Linked DNA regions of Sus scrofa: region 1 is linked to region 2. A link is a contact called in public targeted proximity ligation data. All regions are on one chromosome and are shown on one strand. The core of a region is the stretch at or near the end of the contact, and the rest is flanking DNA. Distances in the headings are between cores, read along the strand shown.

The links.
Region 1: a targeted proximity ligation map of alveolar macrophages shows a contact between it and region 2. A contact is called at or near these places in 3 of 47 Hi-C or Micro-C datasets (embryonic fibroblasts and epiblast stem cells) and 1 of 2 datasets of targeted methods (alveolar macrophages).

The regions. Positions count from the first base shown.
Region 1 is chr4:17,532,885-17,537,768 of Sscrofa11.1, forward strand. No RefSeq gene overlaps it. Among named protein-coding and RNA genes, the nearest start is that of SHAS2, 48 kb to the right of the region's middle.
Region 2 is chr4:17,431,116-17,435,746 of Sscrofa11.1, forward strand. No RefSeq gene overlaps it. Among named protein-coding and RNA genes, the nearest start is that of SHAS2, 150 kb to the right of the region's middle.

The DNA.
Region 1 (4,884 bases), core at 1,812-4,311, 100 kb after region 2:
ATGGAGAATAGGTTTGGTTTTTTTGGGGGGGGTTTGTTTGTTTGTTTGTTTTTGCTTTTGCTTTTTTAGGGCTGCACCTGTGGCATATGGAAGTTCCCAGGCTAGGGGTCGAATCAGAGCTACTGGTCACAGCCACAGCCACAGCAATGCCAGATCCAAGCCACATCTGCAACCTAGACCATAGCTCATAGCAATGCCGGATTCTTAACCCACTGAGCGAGGCCAGGGATCGAATCCGAATTCTCATAGATCCTCATCAGGTTCGTTAAACACTGAGTCACAAAGGGAACTCCAGGTCAAAGTGTTTTAATTCCTTATGATACATGTATAAAAATCATAAATCCTTAAGGTGTCAATAAAATGAGGAAAATTAGATTAGAACTAAGAAGTTACAGGATTAACTTCCTTTGACCCATCTTGTTTTCACGGCTCAAAGTAGTGGGGGATGAAGAGATGGCTAAACACAGGCACACACACACAGTGCTCTTCTCTGCTTAGGTAAACATGAAAATCTAAAAGCCATCAGCAGTAATTTTCAAGACAGTTGGGGCTTCAACATTGAAATGCATGCATTGGGAGATCATTGCACTATTACAAAATGGTACAATCCATTTACTATTATTTAACTACATTAATCATAATGATGGGATATGTCGTAAACTAATTCGTGGATTCCATACTTAGACAATTACAGTGTTGCTTGGGATAATGGGTTTAAACAGTGACAGGTAAACTTCTTCCATGTCCGCTAAAATGAGTAAGTGCTGACTTTCCTCAGTAGGGACCAGAAATTTCTGGACACACCCAAACCTCTATAGACATATACCAGTAATGCGAAAATGAGATCCATCTATTGTAACGATGTTAAAGACTTCATTTTTTATCCTCTACAAGAGCTTGACATCACTGTTCTTGACAATTATAAATTAAGCAGGGACCTGCCTGTGCTTAGTATAGAACCCTGCCGATGCTAAGGAATCTAAATTCCCAGGGATTTCACTGCCCACTCTGAGATATCTCCATACAATCAAATAGCAATTTTGAAGAAAATTTCTTTTACAGTTTTGTCTCCGTCAAAGACAATACATGTAGTTATCAGCGTGTCTGTGGCTCCATTAGGACAAGGGCTATATTTAATTTTTACCACTGTACCACTATAATCTCACACAACACCTGGCACTTAAGCAGGGCTCAGTGAATAATGACTATTCCAGACCCCAAGAGTTTCCATAAATTAGCTGTATGATTTTGGTCCAGTCGTTTAATAAAATAAGGTGAGTTAGACTCCAAGGATTCTTACTATCTTTTCCAACTCTGATATTTTACTACTCTTTGACTGAATTTCCTGGGTGTTCACCAGTTTAATGACTACAAGGAAAAACAGTGTTCCTCCCAAAACCACTAAAATGAAATAATCTCTGTCTCCTTCATTCAACCAATCTGTGACTCTTCCTTACTCAGTCTGTCATCTGCCAAAGAAACACCCACTGCTCATATTTTGTAAAAGGATTCCCAAATCCATCTCATCATGGTTAACATGGTTTCTTACCCAGAGTGGGAAACATATATCAGTTTGATCTGATATTGTTCCAATTTTGTTTTTCAGAGTTTTAGTTCTCTTTGGGGACCTTTATTAGCCAGTTAATCCAATATCTCCTACACCTTTAATTTATTTATAAAATACCTCTTCTCCCACCACCAGGAGGCAGTGTTGAAATAGCTCTAGGGCAACGAAAGAACCAACAGCCCAGCGCAGGTAGTGGAACTTGACTCCTCAAACTTGGAGGTTTCCCCTAGACTCTCTGCTTCCAGAAATAAGAAAAAAACACCCTATTATCTTTCTCACAAAGAAATGACCAACAGTCCTAAAAGATGCATACATCTGTTGGAGTCCATTTTTTTTTTTTTTTTTAACCTCTCTGCAGTTAATAATGCTATCATTTGGGGTATTCCTTTTCTTTTGCCACTTCAAAACCATCCATCATCATTCCACTAATTACCTTTCTGTTATTAGCTCTTGAATGATTCTTCTGTTTTGTAAAGGATGTAGTCTGCCACTAAAAGACATTCCTTCAGTTCTTTAGAAAATGCATTAATCTTTAAACAGAACTTGAATAAGTACTTACAAAGTCCATAATCTAGGAAAGGGGAGAAGGAAAGAATATCCTTTAGTACTAGGTGCATTGCATAGATGTACTGAAATCTCACAGCAATGCTATGAAACAAACATCACCATTCCTATTTACCAGAGGGAAGACCTTTACATAAGGTCGGATCGATAATTAAGTACCCCAGATGCAAACAGGGGCCTGTCTGATTCAATAGTCAACTATGTCACGTGGCCGTCCGAATACAAGTGACGACATAAGTGAAGTAGAAAACGCACAGAAATGTAGTGCAATCGTCTCTGGATTCAGTGCTCTAATCTTGATCCCAGTCTGGGACTCATCACTAATGAACACAAAATCACCCCGGGCGTTGTAAGAAGAGAACTCCCTCCCCGCTTACTCTCTGATACAGTGTTTTCATTTGCACTTTCTAAAATTATCATTATGGGCTTATTTGATATTAGCCTTACTAAGCCTCTTTTGTCCTGATTTGAAGGGCCACCCCAATTGCAGCCCCAAATTGTCCTTTCTGAAAAGAAAAAAAAAGAAAGGAAAAAAAAAAAAAAAAGCCAAGCTCTTATCTTACCAATTTCTAAAGCCTAAGCCCCAGGAAGAGAATTTAAAAAGAGAGCCACAGACCTCACCGCAGGACTCACACCAGGTCCTGAGCCCCACAGAGTTGGGAAATAGGACTTTGTCCAGGCTTGTGAGGGTGTTTCTTTGTCAGTTTTAGTCTTTTGCTGACCATCATCTCTGCCCAGGTTTTCATAATTACAAGTGAAAAGGCTGAATCTTCTGTATGCTAATTGAATTATTCTTCTCCCCAAACTATAGAAAATACAGTAAGGGAACACAGAAACAAACGAACAAAAACCCTTCATGAGCTCATGCGGATGTGGGATCTAAAAAAATGAATACAGAGAAGCAGAGGGTGTAAGAGTGGTTACCAGGGGTGGGGAGATGCTTGCGAAAGGATACAAAGTTGTCCGTCAGTTATGTAGGATGACTAAGTTTAGAGACTGAATATACAGCATGATGATTATAGTTAATACTAACTGAATTCTAAGAAAGTAGATTTCATGTATTCTTATAACACACACACACACACACTACCTTGGTGATACTTTAATTAGCTAGACAAGCTAATCATTCACTATGTAGATCAAATTGTGACGCACCTTTTATACACATTATTTTTTTTAATTTTTTTAAATAAAGGGAATATACTGGTGAGGGAACCTCTGAAGAGAGATTGATTAGCAAGACCACTCCCATCCACAAGGCCTCTTGCAACAACAGAGACAAATGAAATGAATAATATAATTCATTGTCAAGATAGCAAATATCCAAACGCAGGAACAATTCACGTTAACCGTCGAATTCAGTGGTCGTGTTCCTAGAAAGTATCAGTGGCTTAACAGAGTCGTGTAGAATCACAAATAAACATAGCCAGTGCTCTAGTTGTCCCTCCACAATTTTTATTTGCTTATGATGGGTAGCAAAACATTATCAGTGCTTACGAAAAATGAGGAGCTCTAGAATTTAGAATGATGGGATGAGCCTGCAAATGAACCATCAAAGGAAAGAACTGGAGTAGACCTGGAGTGTTTGAATGCTTCTTCCAAGAGAAGTGAACAAGCAACCAGAAAGAAAATGAATGGGGGAGGAGGGCAGGCTTAGCCCTGCTGTGAAACTCTTTACACTCAGCAGGTGGGCATCCCCATTGATTTAGACGGTTTCCGGTGGCAATTTAGAGGGGGCATTCCTACCTAGGACTAGGGAAGGGAAACTAGAGAAAAGCACACACACACCATTTCACACAAAGGCAATTATATGGCACATCTTGATTTCAGAAAACTTAAAACGTGGAGCAGTGGCCAAAGATGAAAAAGATGTGGTCCACTGTCTACTTGTTTTTGAGAATCTCCATGCACCTCTCTCAGCCGTCATGAATAGCACCAAAATGAAAAAGCTGCCACCAAATGTCACTGACACTGAGGACTAAGAGGAGAAAGACTTTGTCTTTGGGAAAGTATTAGTCTTGGGGTGCTTAAACCGTCAATAAAATGCCTATGACATTATTCCGATTGGTGCCAGGATGGTTCATTCTCATTACACAGGGTCACCCTAGTTATTGCCAAATGAAATAATCACCATGGTGCCTCCAAGTTAAAAGTTAGGAAAGATGACTTGCATTGTGACAAAAAGGTTCCTATCGCAGGGGATGAAGATCCTTTGACACCTAGATTCTTCTGCATTTTAAAGGCTGTTTGCCAAGGACCTTCTCTTTTTTTGCAGGTCGTTAACAGTGCAGCAATGGGTCACAGCAAAATTGGCCACTTGTGTTTTCCAGCTAAGGGACCAGTGGTGAATGTGGCTTCTAAGCCAAGAGCAGGGCCCCACCCTGAGCAAATCTGGCCTTAAAAGCAGGTCTTCAAAAAAAAAAAAAAAAAAAAAAAAAAAAAAACAACTACTTCATGCTTGCCAAATACTCTAATGTAAACACGATTCCTTTTTGGAAAGCAACAGCGATCAGAACTAGAGCACAGCACCACTGCTTCTTTTAGTCTCAATTCTGTCCTGTCAATGCACAGGAAAATTAAAAGAGGCTCAGACCAGAATGTATTGACTGACCAGCTTATTCAGAAACTAACATCCTTATTACGGGGATTATATAATAACAAATAATGCAATCAGAGGCCTTTGGCTATACATTGTTATATTTAATGCACTTATTTATGTATATAAACATTGATAGAAACACAAATTCACACTC
Region 2 (4,631 bases), core at 141-2,640:
ACAAGTGACAGAAGATAAAGTTCCCAGGAGGCCTGGTCTCTTGGCATCTTTCCTCAGCCAGAGGACCAGGAGGTCCAGTGCCTTTGTGGGGAGCCTAAGGTTCAGAAATAATCATATATTCCTTGAATCATGGATGTAATCTAGGTTTAGAGTTTAAAAGCATTTTATTTCACATCTCTTGGCTCACCCCTTTCTTGCAAGAACCCTGGGGGGCAGATAAGAGAAGAGACTGTTGTCTCTGCTTTACTGATGATAAAAATGAGCCTTGGGGAACTTAAATATGTTGCTCAATGCCACATAACTGTGAAGTGATGGAGCAAAGATTATAACAAAGATGAGTCTAGGTTGAGGTGATGACAACTCTCTAAGTTATCATCAGAGGGCTCTTTGTGGTAACCCAGTGTTTGTTGCCACCTCTCTGTCAGTCTCACACACATTTTCTGGGTGTGCTCTTTGATCATTTTCAGAACTTTTCCATATGGCTTCTGATTCAATTAAGTCCTCCCAGGCACCTAGACTGTATGTGTATATACATGCCTCTGTGTGTGGGTGTGGGTGTGGGTGTGGGTTGGGGGGCAGGGGGACGGTATCCCCTTTCTCAGCTAAGAAAACACAGCCTCATCAAGGGTAAAGGAGTTCTCAAGCCTGCAGGATTATAAAGTGTTACCAGAAACAGAGATAGAACTCAAATGCACCCATAAATTTTGTATCCACATCAAGACAAATTTGACGCTGTGATGTTACCCATGGGATTTAGAGCTAAGCGTCTTTGGCACTTTATCTCCCTCCTTCTCTTTCTTCCCTTGGACTACTCCCATCCCCTCTTAAAATCACCTATCCCTTTTGATTCACTAAGCTGTTATTACCATTCTGAGCCAGCAGGGAGAAACCATTAAATACCCCTAAAAGAGAAAGCAGTTTGTCAAGAAACACATGTTGTGACTCCTCACCAAGGAAACGTGAAGTTGATGACGTGAGTGGAGGAGTGCTGTATGACTCTTTAGCAACAGCCTGTTATACACAGCCACACGGTCAGCGATTAGAGGCAATGAGGGGTTATCCTCTGACCTCACATTGCCGTACTTCCCACCATTAAGGGCTTTGGAAACATTAACAGGAATTGAAGTCACTGATCTCAGCAGACTGGCTGGAGAGAAAATGGAGCATCAGATGGCAGAACTCCTGTCTCAACAATCTCTTAAGACTAAGGAAAATCTTTTCTACTTGGGATCTTGGTTTCTTCCTCTGGAAAATGGGAGTTAATGGAACCAGTCCATGGCTGGTTTGCCTCATAAATCTTAAGCCTTGGTGACCCAGGGATAACGCCACACAGCACCTTGGCCTCCGCCTTTTAGCTGAGGATGAGGTGATTTATGATGGAATTTGCATAGGCAAACAAACCTCCAGCTGTAAACTGCCTGCCCTGAAGTTTCATGGTTCACTAAGGATTAAGATTCTTGGAGCTCCTTCTGGGTGGCTAGAGGCTCTGACAGATCTACTTCCCCGGTTAGTTTCCTGACTGTGGTAGGTATTCCTTCTAGCAGCATGATGAAGTTTGACTCTACCCAGGAGGAGTGAATTAAAGACCCAGGGCTGTGGAGCCTCAGGTTTCGTGGAACTTCATTGCAAGGGGACATTCCTTTAGGGGAAATTGCTTTCTTTGTCATGTAGGGTGGCTAGAGGGGGGATTACAAATTGTCAAAGATTAGACCATGACCTATCTGTTGGGCTTGTAGTGATTCTCTAATGAATTTTTCTTGAAGCATTTGAAGGACTAGAGAAGGACTAGAGTAGTCTCAGGACTACTTCCTAACTGAGAGAGTAGGGCTAGATTCATGGAATGACAAAACCCTTGCAGGGTGGCAAGGAACATGATCCTTGAATCCCCTACTGAATATGTTGCTCAAACAGCATCAAGGGTACGCTGAAACTTTCAGTACAGCATCAAGAGCACACTGAAAAGTGAGGGAGTTTACGCTATTCTCAAACAACTTGGTAGCAAATTTGTTACACTGACATGGAATTTTTTCTCCTAACTTGTATCTGTTAGAGCTATATAAAGAAAGTTGAATCCCATTGGCCTGATCAACCTTTACAGACCTTTCTATATTTAAAAACTCCTATTATGTAAATCCTTGTCTCCTCTTCATTTTGTTTATTACACTTAGCTGATTCCATTTTTCCTCATATGACATCATTAGGTCTCTTTTATAAAAGATATATATATATATGAATATATATATAAAAGCATATAACAAGCATATAAGATTTATATGCACATAGAATAAAGTAATTATAAGACTAAACACAGACTTCATTGCTCTTAATCTCATATAGATTTTATTGTGTTTGTTTACAGAGCAACTAATGACCTTCTCAGTCATTTCTAGAACCATAGAATGCCAAAATTGAAAGAGGTATTGGAAATCATCTCATTTCTCCCATAGCTTTTGTGCAAGAGATATTGAGTTTCAAATACCAGTGCAGACTCAGATGGTTTGACTCATAATCATGCAACTAAATTCCCTGGAACAATGAGCTGTAACACTTGTTCTCTGCCTAACATCTAAAATTACAATACCTTGTGCTTCACACAGAAACATCAATGGCCATCTCTGGGTTACATATACCCACCTGATGGTAATGTTTCTTTGTTTTTGTAATTCTTGAAATTATGGCTGGCTAGCTATAGTACCTTATTGCTTAGAGTGAATTAAGAGCAATGGAAACTGGAGGTAAAACTATGACTAAATCAAAGAAGCATACACTAGGGATTGGAAAATAATTTGAAAACCATATCATCAATCTGTTATCTGGGTCATTCATGCCATAGTCAGGCCAGTTAGTGAACGAGTCTCTGTTTGAATGTAATCGATGATTGTTGGCCAATGTCTTAGCAATTTTTTAGGCTCAGGTTGTTCTAAAAGGTTATCTAAAAATGAGTTAAAATGGTTTCCCTGAGTCTCCTGACCAGGGAATCTAGCTTTCCTCCTTCTCATTCACACACTGTTCTATGGTCAACAACTTAACTGCAAAATCAGGTCATCATTCTAGGAAATCAGTTCCATACAGATGCTGGTCCGCTGGGTAAATTATAGGCAGCCGTATGGTCAGCACTCAGGAGTTATAGTGACCTGTCACCACTGACAGAGTGATTTCTGCAGGAGCCACCTCATTATATGGGAAAATGCCCTCAAAGGGCAAGCCTGTTTCTTGTCCTGGCAGGCCTGTCACATCGGATGTTAGAGGAAACAGCAGCAGAGAATTGTGGCTGAAAGAATGTAAATTTTGCCTGTGGAGAGTCACTGAGGGCAATTCTCCTGAAAAGGATTATTTGTCAACTGCAGTAAGACTCTTTGTTATTAGAATTTAATTGATATTTGCTACTGGAGAAGAAAGATGAAAACAGGATATAAGGCAAGCAATTAAATCTCTTTAATAAAATGTAGTTAATGAGTTGTCAAATTTGGGAGAGTTTATTCCCTGGACTCCCCTTTTTCTCTTGTAAGGATAGGTAGTGCTGTCTTACTAACCTAAGGAAATGTCAGACCATCACAAGAGAGGCAATGAAATCAAATAAGGCCAGGCGGCTTTTGTGCCATCAAAAGAACCAATCTTAAAAGTCACAGGACCCAGGAATTTAGCTTAGATTGTTTAATAGCGAACTGAGCAACTCTCTTCCTCAGCCTTCATTTATTCACTTGTCCATTGCAGGGGAGGATGCTCTCTAAAAGGCCCTTCTAGGTCTCATGTTCCGTTCATATTTTATACAGTCATAAATAGAATAACACAGAAGATGAGAAACGAACATATCTGGTGTGGAATCCTGGCATCCCCAGTAATTAGTTCTGTGATCTGGGTTAAGTTAATTAACCTCTGTAAGTATCAATATACCCTTTTGCAAAAAAGGTGAAAGTATCTCAGGATTTTATTAGAATTAAAGGAGAGAATACATATAAGTTATTTGGCAGGCCTGGAAGATGGAAAATCATCACTAAATATTGGCTATTTTTACTAATAATCTGTTTGATGATAACAGCTTTTTTTTTTTTTTTTTTTCCTAAACTACAGCACTAGCCTAACCACCAGAGGGCACTGCATGGGTAACAGCCAGATTTTTCATTTAAGCTGAATATACCTATTTTCTGCCTGAAGCACTTGATTGCCTGCTACCTAGAAATTTCAGCTCAGGGTACTTAGTTTCCATGTGCATCCTATACCAGTCTCACTCAGTATCATGTGCATTTCCATTTCTTCGTCTAGACTCCTCTACTTCTGCTTGCATTCTTGAGGAATCCTCAGGAAATGGGGTGCTCATGCAAAGAGAACCCAAAAATAGAGAAAAAAGAGAACAGACATTGTATTAGTCATGTCTACCAGTATCAGTCATCGTTATTAGTCATCACAATTAGTTTTCCTAACACAAAGGCAAATCGTAAGTCATCATACCCATTTTACAGATGAGAAAATTAAAACTCAGACAGTTTAAGCTCTTTGCTTAAAAATCACGGTGTCAGTAAGTAGTGGAGGCATAACTCAAAGCCAGGACTGCTTGACTCCAAAGGCAGTGCTCTTTCAGTTTCATCGTACTGCCTCCGAAACTATGTCAAGATAAAACCACAGGATATTGA